3 separate regions of the Mus musculus genome follow, and all the other regions are linked to region 1. Evidence: chromatin contacts called from public HiChIP or PLAC-seq and promoter capture Hi-C data. All regions are on one chromosome and are shown on one strand. Each heading gives the region's core, a stretch centred on a gene start, on an enhancer-like site or on the middle of the called end of the contact. The rest is flanking DNA. Distances are from core to core; before and after follow the strand shown. Region 1 holds the start of Slc20a1 (solute carrier family 20, member 1). Region 2 holds the start of Tmc2 (transmembrane channel-like gene family 2). Region 3 holds the start of Morrbid (myeloid RNA regulator of BCL2L11 induced cell death).

Region 1 (4,257 bases), core at 1,261-3,760:
GCCAAAAAGAATTTTCTTAATTAGGGATTGATGGGGGAGGGCCCAGCCCATTGTGTGTGGAGACATCACTGGGCTGGTGGTCTGGGTTCTATAAGACAACTGGCTGAGTAAGCCAGTAAACAGCAGACCTCCATGACCTCTGCATCAGCTCCTGCTTCCAGGTTCCTGTCCTTGTTTGAGTTCCTCTCCTGACTTCCTTAAATGATGAAAAACAACATGGAAGTATAAGCCAAATAAGGCCTTTCCTCCCCAGCTTCCTTTTTGGTCATGGTGTTTCACCATAGCAAAGAAACCCTAACTATGATACCAGGAAAAGGTGCCACATACTTTCAGACTTCAGCGTTCCACACTGAGACAGTCCACTACAGACCTGCTCACAGGCCGACCTATCTAGACAAGCCTTCACCAAGACTCTCTTCCTAGGTGATTCTAGAGTGGGTCAAGTTGAATATTAAAACTGGTAACCAAGTATAGAAGTGCATGAATTTAATCCCAGCACTTGGGAGGCAGAGGCAGGGGGATCTCTGTGATTTCGAGGCTAGCCTGATTTACACAGTAAGTTCCCGGACAACCAGACAGCTACACAGTGACACCCTATCTCAAAAAACAAAAACAAAAACAAAAGACAAACAAAAAACAAGACAATCTAAAACCATCTGACCAACCATCACATCCCCCCTCCTTGATTTCAAGACAGTAAGGACTCTCTAGAGACAGAGAAATCTGTCTCTGCCTGAAAATACATGGATACTAAAGTAGCATAAAGCCAAGTCTCAAAATACTATACTCTCCCTGAACCACAGTGATGCCTTCACATCTGGCAAACCTGGCTCTGGATTCTGCTCTTGTACCTGGATGGGCCTTATTCACCATGGCTGCTCACCTTGGTTGTCTCAATTTCAAGAGGCAAAAGCATGGTCATCAACAGACTGAAGCAAAGCACATCCAAACAGTGGGCAAAGTCATGAGCAATTTCCTCACAAATAATTACTTCAAAAATTGTTTTAATTGGCAGGACACTAACAACCTTTTAACAAACCAGTCCTTTTATTCAATGTTTTATGACCTTGGAAAGAAGTAAGGGCAAAGAGTGTTGCATTTGAAGATGCCAGAATTACACACTGGGGTCAGTGTCCTGGAACATGAAGGTTGTTTTCCAGCCATGACCTTGAGGTCAATAGACCTGTATAACCTATACGAGATTCTGAGTCTACCAAATTATAGGTCACAGGACACTCCTGTGAAGTTATAATTTACAACATGTTTGTTTCTGCTATTCGTTGCCCTACCTTTGGAGAGCAGAGAGCGTTTTAGAGCGTTCTAAACCGGGTATTTCTGGCTGGAATTCTTAAGTTTCTTTATAACCCACATAACTTAAATCTCCCAAGGAGTGGTGACTAGTTAGTTCTGAGCTTAGGCAATAAAACGAACTAATCCATTGTCAGAACTACAACCTTATACCATGTAGGGGACCAGGAAGCAATCTTTATTTCAAAAGGGGATGGGAAAACTTTCAGGATGAGGACATCCTCTGTAACCTTTTCCTATATTCTAAAACAGGCACATTCAAAAAAAAAAGTAACGAGGAAATGAAGGTTCATTTCCTGAACATCTATTGAGTTCCAGTCACATGCTTATATCTTAGCTAATATGATTCTCCTTACTGGGTAAGAACTTGTAACCAGAATACCTGAATTAGTACTGCCTGTCGCCACTAGCCCCGATGAGCTGACAGGAAATGCATCTTTGTTGTGCTTTACACACAATTCCAACCCGTCCTCCAGTCTCTCTCACTCTGCTATTATTTCTCGTTCCAGAGCACTCGGCTTGAGGAGACCTAGGGTTTGTTCAAGGTGACACACTGCAGCAAATATGAGTTAAGAATTCGAATCCAAAGTAACATCCTCCCCGCTGCGCCATAGCCGGGGCTCCTAAAACGGAGGTCCGGCGCCGGGAAACTAATGACCCATGGCTCTCCCTCAGCGCAGTGCCACAGCTGGGAACGCAAGCCTATCCTCGTGACTCCCGAATCTTTCCGTTTTCACACAAGTGCGTGACTGCGGGAGCGAGGTGGCCACGTGAGATCCCTCCACCCTCTCCGGGCGAGGTACAGATCGGGTCCGGCCAAGGGCAAGTCTCAGCACACCCGCTCTTCCGCGTCGCCACCGAGCTGACCCGGGCCCGCGTGGGAGAAACTCGGAACGACCTTGGTGGCGGCCTCAGTCCCCGCGTGTCTGGGCGAGACTCCCCCACAGTCCCCGCCCGCAGCCACCCGGCGTGGCCAGCGCAGACAGGATAACCCGGGCGAGGCTGCAGGGAGGCGGCCAGCCAGTCCCACGTGGACCAGCTCCTCGTTGGGGGCGGGGCCCCGGGGACGTCCAGGCCAATCAGCGCCGCTGCCCAGCTCACCCGGCTAGGCGCGCCCGACCAGCCTGTGGTTGCGTCACATCGGAGGCGGGACCTCGGGCGGGCGCGAGGCTCGGCAGGTCACGTGGGGCGCAGAACCGGCTATAAATAGGAGCCGGCGGCATGCTCTCTATATGATGGCCGCCGGCGCGCGTTGCGTGTTTTCACCTCTCGCCTGCTGAGGCGCCCGCGGCTGCTTCACGAGTGGGTAGAGAGTCCCTCCGTGCTGTGCCCGGTGTTGCCGTCCTGGGTTGTGCGACCGTGGCTCGAGCCTGCCTCAGTCTCGTTCTTCTGGTCTCTCTGTTCGGCCCTCAGTTTCCTTTGGTGAGTGGCGGCGCGGCACCGGTGGTGCAAAGGTCCTTTCTTCTCTGGAGTGGGCTCGGGTGTGGGGAGCTGGCTGGCGGGGGTGGGATGCAGGCTGCAGGACCCCGCTACGCTGCTGTCCTCCTCCCGCCTCCCCACGCACGCCGCGCCCTTCCGCGGGCCTTTTCGGCGGTCCTCGGCAGGCGCGCGCGGGAATGGTCTTTTTTCCGATCATCCACGGAGGGCGCGCGCGGGCAAGCGGCCGGAGACTGAACAGAACTCGTGGGGCGGGGCGGGGCGGGACGGGGTGGGGGGTGGGGGAGCACAGAGATCGCCCTGTGCCCCACCTTGCACAGCGTTTGGGGGACTGAAGACATAAGTGACGGGCGGGGGGGGGGGGGACTATGCGGAGTCCCAGGCTGCCCTCTTCCCAGAGATGCGCCGCTATTGTTATTTTCTTCCACTTCGTCCCCCCAGGATGAACTTGCGTCCTTTCTCTAATCCGCCATGGAATTCTGCTCCGTGCTTTTAGCCCTCCAGAGCCAAAGAAACCCCAGACAACAGACGCCCAGACGCAGCAGCGTATAGCAGTAACTCCCCAGCTCGGTTTCCGTGCCGTAGTTTACAGTATTTAATTTTATATAATATATACTATTTATTATAGCATTTTGATACCTCATTCCGTTTACACATCTCAAAAGCCGCTTAGTAATTCTCTTATTATTTAAAGAACCACTACACTAGAGAATGGAATCTACTGTGGCAACGATTACTAGTACCCTAGCTGCTGTTACTGCTTCCGCTCCACCGAAGTATGACAATCTATGGATGCTCATCCTGGGCTTCATCATTGCATTTGTCTTGGCATTCTCCGTGGGAGCCAATGATGTAGCAAATTCGTTCGGTACAGCTGTAGGCTCAGGTGTAGTGACCCTGAAGCAAGCCTGCATCTTAGCTAGCATCTTCGAAACTGTGGGCTCCGCCTTGCTGGGGGCCAAAGTGAGCGAAACCATCCGGAACGGCTTGATAGATGTGGAGCTGTACAACGAAACTCAAGATCTGCTCATGGCTGGCTCCGTCAGTGCTATGTTTGGTAAGTTGTAGTTATACCTTATGTTCGCTCCAGTCTTGAACCTTCTCTCCGCAAGGACGCACTGCTTATGTAACAGTTTTGCCATCTACCTGACAAAATCTGATTAATTCTGTTTCAGGTTCTGCTGTGTGGCAGCTCGTGGCTTCGTTTTTGAAGCTTCCGATTTCTGGGACCCATTGTATTGTCGGTGCAACCATTGGTTTCTCCCTTGTGGCAAATGGGCAGAAGGGTGTCAAGTGGTCTGAACTGATAAAAATTGGTATGTTGAATTTTAAATGGTTTTATTTTCGTTGTGTGCTGCTGTGTGTCGTGGAGTGGGAGTGAAGTGGAGGGGCAAGTTGAAGAGTATCAGAAATGGAGCACCTACCATTTCGGGGTCTTGTTAACAAAAACGTACTTTCCAGACCTGACACTTCATTTTGTATTCTATTCCAGTGATGTCGTGGTTCGTCTCT
Region 2 (4,257 bases), core at 448-2,947, 1.0 Mb after region 1:
CAGAGCGATTCAAAACAAGCAGAGCTATGAGGATGTGGATGTTCCTGTGGCTGGGAATCCTCCCGCTAGTGAGAACTGAAGAGCTCTGTGTTCCCGAAACCATGCCATTGACGCATTCAAGTGTTTCTTCAATTCTTTACATCTAATGCTTCGCTACAATTGCCTTTTTTCTATGCTGCTTCAGCTAAAGGGATTGTTGTGTTTTCAGATGATTCAAAATATTTCACAGATGAGTGATTGTGTTCAGCTGTATCTACTAAAGCTAATGCTACCTGGATTCGAGGGGTGTGGCCTGCCAGTATATCCAAGGGCAATGGCACTATACCCTCCCAACTTAGATGGGCCTCCCCCCTTCCTTTTTGTAGGAGTGTTCCTGATTCCCTTCCACCTTGGGCAGTGCCCCCTTATATGTATGGTTGTTATGTGGGGTGAATGGTAGTTGCACTGATCCCTTGCCTCAGGACTGATGGGAGCCCTGGGATGTATGCTTGTAATAGTGTGTGTGTTGTGTGTTTGGTGTATGTGTCGGGTGCAGCGTGTGCAGGCCCGCACTTCTGCCATGGTGGCGCAGGCCTTTGCCGCAGTGGAGGCGGGACAATATCCTCAGATTTGGCTTGCCGCTCTAAAGAAATAATGCTGCATTATGCCGTGGGTTGCAAGGCTAAGCACTGCACAGAGGATAGCTAGCTGTTGGCATCCTGTGGAAGGCACGTCTGATTGCATGAAGATTCAGTGTCCTAGTTCCCTTTCCCCAGGAAAAACAACACGGAGCTGGCCAAGACCTCTCTGGGTGATGAGCCCAAGGGATGGTTTTGTGTAGGGCCCCTATGCTTGCACACTGGGGATCAGATCTCTACCTTCACCCAAGAGGCTTGCTTGCAGCAATCAAAATCAGGCCATAGATTAATCAGCGTCCTGGCCTTCTGGTGCACCTGCCGCATGCAGACAGGACAATGTCCTCAAGTGTGGCTGGCTTGGCATGCTAGAGAAGTAGTCAATGACGGATAAGACTCCCTGGGCGTGTCGCCAACCTAAGACAGGGATCAAACCAATGCTGTTTGTCTCCCAAGGACGGGTAAGGGGCATTGCTGCAGGGGGCAATCTAAGACAGACATTCTCTCTGCCAAAAAAGAAAAAAAGGGAGAGATGTGAGGAGCAGGTGTGGCAGCAGTCCCAAGATGGCGCCAGGGACTGCAGCTAAGTCTTATGATTTGCACCTGACTTCCTCATACACCTGAAAATAAGCCATGACCATCGTGAGAGCTGCGCAGGTGCACCATGATGCTGGCGGTAAAAACAAGTCCATATTTGGTAGAGACATGCCCCTACCGCCCTGATTGGCTGAAGCTGCGTGCCTGGTGAGGTGACGTGGCTTGCTGTGAGTGGTTGGGGGCTGAGAGTATATAAGAGTGAGAGATCCGGTGATCGAGGGAGAAAAAGATGAAGCGAGAGAGATGAAGATTGAAGCTTGCTGACTAAACTGCTGTTAGAACTGGTGGTCGTGTCGTTCTTGCTGGTTGAGAGCAGACACGACAGTTGCCTACGAGAATGCGATAGTAAGACTGCATTGCTGAAGACAGCACACATCTTGGTCACAGAATATAAAGAAATAAAACTGAAACTGGCCTGGGAGCGTCCTCCCCATTAGCTAGCCATCATGACGCATCAATACAACTGACTACTCAGGCATAATATAGTGCAAGAGTGGCCAAGTTTGCCGGGCGTGGTGGCACACGCCTTTAATCCGAGCACTCGGGAGGCAGAGGAAGGCGAATTTCTGAGTTCAAGGCCAGCCTGGTCTACAAAGTGAGTTCCAGGACAGCCAGGGCTACACAGAGAAACCCTGTCTCCAAAAACCAAAAAAAAAAAAAAAAATAGTGGCCAAGTTTGTTCCAGAGGTAAGCAACCACTTTCTGATTGGATTTGAAGCCAATCCTATGAAGGGATTCCTCTCTGATACTGTAAATCTGGTCAAATCCCATGGTTGGAAAGGCTATAGGCCCTAGTTGGGAAGCTACGCTGTTCTTTTGGTAAATAGACATCATGTACCCATCAAATTGAAATTAATTAAGTGGGGCTTTTATAGGCCTATGTCTCTCCTTGCTGCTGGATTAATGCTCCTAAGATAACAGGGGGGAAAAAAACTCTCTGCAGGATTGTTGAACTTCGGAACCTCCCTGTCCCAGACAGATTCCTCCTTGGAAGTGGATCTTTTGCTGCAACTCTGTGTCTGATCGATTCCCTTTTAAGGGATAAAAGGACTTGGAATCCCTCTAGGGGGAATGCTCTGAACTGCAGTATCAACTGATAACAACAAGAACCTTGGTACCATTCTGGTCCTGCAGCCTTGCTTTTACATGATAACAGTGGTTCTCAAAGCATCCAAACAAACCTCCCACAAAGGCAAGCAGCATTAGAGAAAGCTACTGAATGAAGAAGCAGGTGACTTCAGTAGGGACAGTCATCCTTGTTGACTCAGGTCCAAAGTGTAGATTCCAAGACCCAGGAGCGCTTGCCTAGCAAGCATAAGGCCATTGGTGTGACGCTGCATGATGGAGAGAGAGGGAGAGGGAAAAAAAGAAGATTCCATTGCCTGTCTTTAAAAATCTTCATTTTAAACCAAAGCCCAGATAACTTATACCTTTGAGTCCAATCAGGGACTCAAGACACTGGGAAAGAGCCCTGCGACATAGCTCACACCTTCCCTGGCTGGCATGCCTGTGGTATCATTATCAGGAGATGAGTCCACAGTTCCTACCCCTCTAGGGCCCTCATGTATAAGTGATGTCTGAAATGTGAGGCCACACTGTCCTTGGCAGGGAAACCCGAGCGGAGGAGTGTCTGGATAGATTGACGTGCTGCAAACTCATTGCTTTCTCCCCATCTCTCTCCCCAACAAAACCTACCTCTACCTTCAACCTCAGAGGCCCCTAGTTGCCGTCAGGTTCCAGGAAGAGGCCAGTGACCATGACAGCAGGAAGTCACCCCAGGCTGGGCAGTATATGAAGACGTGAGCCAGTGTGAGGGCCTTGAAACTCTGGTAACCATGAGCCCCCAGTTAAAGAGCTTGGACGAGGAAGGTGAGTCTTCATCTTCATCCTCATGGGTGCTACTCAACAGGCCTCTGGGCACAGTGGGTATCGGAGAGGCAGTCTCAAGAGGCATGGGAAGGCCCTGCATTTGAGTTCAGATCCTGCAACTTGAGCAGGGTAGCTAGCCTCTTCCGACCCGACCCACCGATGGGATGAGGGTGGTTGTCACCTCTTTGCAGGGCTCCTAGAGGAACTGAAAATCACCTGTGCAGAGAGCCATGCATTAGTGAACTTGCTAGAGTTGGCCACCTATCTGCATGATACTGAAAGCCACTGTTGGCAGCTGTCTCTCCTTAACAATTCTCACCTACTGTGGCTGTCTTTCTGTTGCAGGGTGGGGGTGGGGGTGGGGGTGGGGGTGAGGGTGGGGAGATGGGAGAGTTCTGAACTTATGACTTTTCCAAGGGATCAGGGAAATGTTGGACTGACAGCGTCTTGAGTAAAGTAACTGGCACCAAGTTCCCATCTGCAGGCTACCATAGTGAGATGGGGCTGCTGCCAGGAGACTTTCAGAGGGCAATTTGCTTTCTTTCTGTCCTTGGTTGCATGGTAGAGAGAGAAAGACATCAGAGTTGCTCTTGTGCATGGAGGATAGGGTGGAGAGGGTGATACGGTGTGAAGAAATGATGCACTCCTGGGTAGTGTGCCAGGCTCATGTTAGCCCTAAAACTCCAGCTACTCATCCCACATTTTCCTTCCTCTTTCTCCATCCCCATCTCCTTCTCCCTCTTCCCTTGCTCAATGACAAGCATGAGTCCTTTCTAGGAAGCAGTCTGTTTTACTGGGGAAGAGGCATCACGCTGAGCAGAGATGGCTTGCTGCTTAGCCTCTGCTTCAACCTCTGGGACACTCCCAGAACTAGAGACTCGTTGAGCTTTGCCTTGGTAAGCTATGAACATTCATTATCCCAGGGACAAGGCAACACCTAGAAAGTGGTACAGCTAGGACCCATACCCAAGCGCCTCCATCCCTCCCAACGCACCCTCTAATCTCCCACAGCTCCCCCTGGAAGGTGACTACAGCATTTCTGTGAAGAAGCTACCCAGCCCGAGGAGAAGCTGAAAGCTACAAATTGCCATGACTTCAATTTCTTGTGTCAGTTATACATATCTAACCCTGAAGATTGTACTAATAAATGCTAAGGTCCTGCCTGCTACCTCCACTT
Region 3 (4,257 bases), core at 937-3,436, 770 kb before region 1:
GCGATAGGCTCACTGCTGTGACCTGCATATATGTGACGACATGGGAACCCATGTAAGTGTGCTCAGCCCACAGACATACTGTGCCACAATTCTTGATCCCATGACGTGGCATTTCTCTGGTTACTTGGACAGCTTACTTACCAAGAGCACCAAACCAACTAGGAATGATGGGCTCTCTCTATTGGCTACCTCTGGCTTGTCAATCACTTTCTGTAAAAGTCCTGTGGCCAACTACAAACATGCAAACTATGTGCCTTCAGAGGACTGGAAACTAAGTGGACCAGGGAGAGGTAAGATACTGGAGTCCTGCCTCCATCCAGGCCCTTTCCTGAATTCCTGGCAGGTGCTAACTCCTTGGGCCCCTTGCGCGGGGGTAGATGAACAATGATCTAGAAGTCCAAGGTCTCCAGAAGTGGGTCAGCAGGACCTGGGGCCCACTGGCCTCCCTTCTAATCCAATCTTAATCTTGCTATCCAAGTTTTGTGGCTTCAGGGTGTGGCCCCAGAGAGCTGGGACCCACCCACAGTTATCTAAACACAGATAAACAATCTTCAGGCAGAGCCACAGAACTAGCCAGGAAAAGATTCAAACCCTGTGTTGACCTGTGAAGCCTTTGGCGACTCCTTGGGTTCCGTGTATAGAACTGCTCTAGGATAGGAATTCTTCTCAAAGGTATTTGGAGGCTTTCTTTCTCTGAAGCTTGCACTCTGATTTATTTAAGCCAAGTTAGTGCCTGCCTCTTGTGGAAGCCAGCTTCAAAATTCATGTCTCACCCGATTCTCCCAATCATAAGGGTGTGAACTATTTCAAAGGGTGGGGTGCGACTGCGGCTCTAGACTACCCTGGTCCTTCCTGCACCCCAGAGTTCGTTTAACAAACTCTGTGCTCGGTCAGGGGCAGGACCCAAAATGATTGTCATCAGCCCAGGCATGCTGAAGAAGCCGAACACAGTATTCCTGACAAGGAGACAGCCAAGAGACCTCTCAGGTACATTCCAGGAGAAAGCTGAACGTGTGTGACTATCCTCTTCACAGAGGGCCAGGCAATGCTGATATCATGCAAAGACCCGAGCCGGCAAACTCCTGTTACGCTCAGAGTGAATGGAGCTGCTCTCAGGGCTCATTCAGTTAGGTTGCTGACTCATTCTTAACCCGGGAAGCCCCACACGCCCCAGTGAGTTGCTCAGAACAGGCTCCTGTCTTCCCTGCAGCCTGCTATGCAGCTTTTTAAGCAAATGACCGCTTTTTAGATTTGCTTTAAAAGTGGCACAGCAGTTACTGTAACTGTTTATTTGACAGTAAAGATGTTTGTAAGAATAGCAGTAACTCAGCCCACTCCCTTCCCCCATCTTCCACCATGCCCTTCCTGGTCCCTAGCCTGTGGCTTTTCTTTCTGCTTTTGAACACATTTTCCACCTGGAGCGTTAAAGGGAAGCACGGGATGTAGCGTGTTCAGAGAAAAGACAAAATTCTGCCTCGCTGCCATACTTCTTGCCCTGAAGCTGGACAGCTCAGGCCTGGCTGCCTGAGTCAGAGACCAGAAGCTGCCCCCGGGGTTGGCTCTTCCTTCTGCTTCTTAGGAGCGGAAACTAGTTCAACCTCAGTGCCCAGTTAACACAAACTCACCCACCTCCGTCTCTGACCTTCACTTTAGCTTCTAGCTAGGAATCCGTGGTGGCTTCCTTCCCAGGCAAGCCTCACGCTCTCCTCTGAGACAGCATAACACACAGCCACCATCCACAAGGCACAGCTCAGAAACTTCCTCCAAGAGTCCCGCAACAGACACAACAGGTGGGCTGGAGGCAGAGGGAGCCACTTTTCTGACCTCACAAAACCTTCAAAGTCTGGGAGAAGCAGTGTCTACCCCAGAACACAGCAGCTGTCACAGCTCAGAGGTGCACGGAAAACATCTTTGACTGAGAGTACTCACCAGGGAGAAGCTGATAGACGGGTCCGCCTGCCTTCCCAGCCACTGTGCTGTGAAGATCCCAAGATATGCGCAGCTTGCCTGGAAAGTCACTTTGAAACTTAGAAAGCAGACACTGCAAAGTCACCCAGTCCCCTCATTCTCAGAGATGTCCACATGATTAGGAAAAAAAAAAAAAAAGACAAGAAAAGAAAAAAAAAAACTGCAAAGCAGACACCTCAGTCTTCATTGTCACTGGAACCAGATGACTCGTGCTGACTCAGAGCCACCACTTCCTCTCCCGACATTCTCTTCATACTTTGTGAGCCCGCCTGGTCTGGTTCCCAGGGTCTCTACCACCCTTCCGGAAAGAGCAGCTTCCCAGACCTTGGGTGTGGAAGCCCCAGGCTTGTAGCCAGTGATCACCCTCATCAGGGAGGAGACGCTTTGGTTAGGAGACTTGGGGGTAACTGAAAATAAAAGGCAGAGATCTCACATGCACACGGGTGCTGTAACACGCTGGCCGTCCACAGAAGAGGGAAGAACCCATTTTTGCTATTTCCTTAAGGCATCTGAGTTTGCTTGGCCCTGATATCCCCTATTTCAGTCCATGATTTTTTTTTTTCTGCACAGAGTTTTGATCTAAAATCATTATATCTATTCTGAGCTGGCTGTTAGCATGTGTGACTTAGTCTTGCTAGGCTAAATCACATGAATAAAAGAACCAAGGAGTAAAAAACAAAGTTATGGTTCTCTAACTTTGAAAGAATCCTGAACGTTTCCATGCAAGAACCAAGAGCCCGCCTCTATGTCTGAGTTTTCTTTTGAATGATGCAGAGGGCGGGGCTGTCTTCCGCAGCTTCAAGCTTTTTTGAACTATGAGAAGTACTCCAGAGAAAGCGGAACCCATGTACCACTGAGCAGCCTCTGGTGAGGCCAGGTAGGGTTGCTGTGATTGTTGATATCTTTGCCCACCCCTCCCTGCCCCCAAAAGTCAGCACTGTCCAAAAAAAAAAAAAAAAAAAAAAAAAAAAAGCAGAGGTTTCACTTTTGAAACGTACATTTCAGTATATCAGAGAATCTTAACACAGCATACGTAAGAGCAGATATGTGTGCCAGAGAGTCTCTTAAACAGGTTAGGGAAAAGCTAACAGTATAGGCAGGGAGGAGAGAGAATTTGGGGGTACAGGGGCAAGGGAAGAAACTCATCCATTCATAGGTCAAGACCCCTCTGAGGGTCAAATGACCCTTTCCCAGGGGACAACCAAGACCATTGGAAATCACAGATATTTATATTATAATTCATAACAGTAGCAAAACTCCAGTTATGAAGTAGCAATGGAAATAATCTCCAGTTGGGGCTCCCCACAACATGAGGAGCTTATTAAAGGAGTAGCAGGGCTAGGAAGGTTGAGAATGTTCAGTCCTAAGGAGACGGAGGATTTGGCCTTGGCAACAGCTTGCAAGTACATTGTCCTCTAAAGCCTCCAAACACCAGTCCAGCTCCTCCAGGACATCGTGTTGTTTGAGCAGGCTATCTAGCACAGTCTGCCCAGACTTCCGAGAACAGCAAAATATATGAGGGGAGGGCTTTTCAATACAAACCATAACTGGTTATCATTAAAAGACCGATATACTTGGCCCATTTGCAAAATCCAGACAATGGTAGTTCCTTCCTCTGTATGAAAATGAAAAGCTAACTCCAGGGTCTGTAACTGTGGTGAGTGTCTCTGTTCTCTTATACCACTGAGCAGGTCAAAGCTGGCCTCTGACAATGTGTGTGGTTTGCTGTTGAAAGTTTTCCTACCAGTATAGTATTTGAGTCACGGGCCACAACCAAAAGTCTAGGCTCAAAGAGACGACTTGCACACTAAAGAGGTAACCTCTTGTTAAAATTCAGAGCCTATGAATAAAATGCACGACCACAAACGGTTATTTAACAATGCGGACAGTAGTGAAGACAATGGCAGCGTACTGAGAGCAAAGGACAGGAAGTGTGGAGTTCAGTCATTCACAGACTCAACAAATGTGGTCCAGATGCCAGGCTCTGATGCTGAGCCTTGGGAAACAGCAGGGGGTGGGGTCGGGAGGGAAGGTCCCCTGTGCTCAGGAAGCTTGTATTCTCAAGGGATAGGACAGAAAATAAGCACACAGGACGAACTCGAGATCATGATGTGGTCAGTGTGAAAAATTGCTAATAAAGTCAAAGCCATTGAGATGAGTGGGCTGCTGAGACAGGCCTGGGGCTGGGGAAGGAGGCAAGGAAGGGGCTGGGCTGCTGTGCCTGCTGGAATAAGATAGCATGAGACAGGCTGGATTATATGAGAGTGGAGGGGTCTGATTGGAATTTTC

Evidence for each region. Promoter capture Hi-C pulls out the DNA fragments that hold promoters and counts their contacts. HiChIP or PLAC-seq counts read pairs in DNA pulled down with a chosen protein or histone mark.
Region 2: a promoter capture Hi-C map of the HPC-7 cell line shows a contact between it and region 1, with 3 times the contacts expected there. The contact joins the promoter of Tmc2 here to the promoter of Slc20a1 in region 1. A contact is called at or near these places in 4 of 39 promoter capture datasets (the HPC-7 cell line, cranial neural crest, hippocampal neurons and 1 more), 1 of 484 Hi-C or Micro-C datasets (muscle stem cells) and 1 of 115 datasets of contacts at active chromatin or transcription factors (astrocytes).
Region 3: an H3K27ac HiChIP or PLAC-seq map of microglia shows a contact between it and region 1, with 4 times the contacts expected there. The contact joins the promoter of Morrbid here to the promoter of Slc20a1 in region 1. A contact is called at or near these places in 2 of 39 promoter capture datasets (hippocampal neurons and pre-B cells) and 1 of 115 datasets of contacts at active chromatin or transcription factors (microglia).

The regions. Positions count from the first base shown.
Region 1 is chr2:129,196,263-129,200,519 of GRCm38.p6, forward strand. Slc20a1 (solute carrier family 20, member 1) reads left to right here and starts at 2,511. Exons shown (of 11, transcript NM_015747.2): 1 at 2,511-2,730; 2 at 3,187-3,802; 3 at 3,921-4,061; 4 at 4,238-4,257. The coding sequence starts at 3,457.
Region 2 is chr2:130,193,497-130,197,753 of GRCm38.p6, forward strand. Tmc2 (transmembrane channel-like gene family 2) reads left to right here and starts at 1,698. Exons shown (of 20, transcript NM_138655.1): 1 at 1,698-1,898; 2 at 2,927-3,080. The coding sequence starts at 3,047.
Region 3 is chr2:128,427,165-128,431,421 of GRCm38.p6, forward strand. Morrbid (myeloid RNA regulator of BCL2L11 induced cell death) reads right to left here and starts at 2,187. Exons shown (of 3, transcript NR_028589.1): 1 at 1,930-2,187. Gm36154 (a long non-coding RNA gene) reads right to left here. Exons shown (of 3, transcript XR_374969.3): 3 at 3,633-4,257.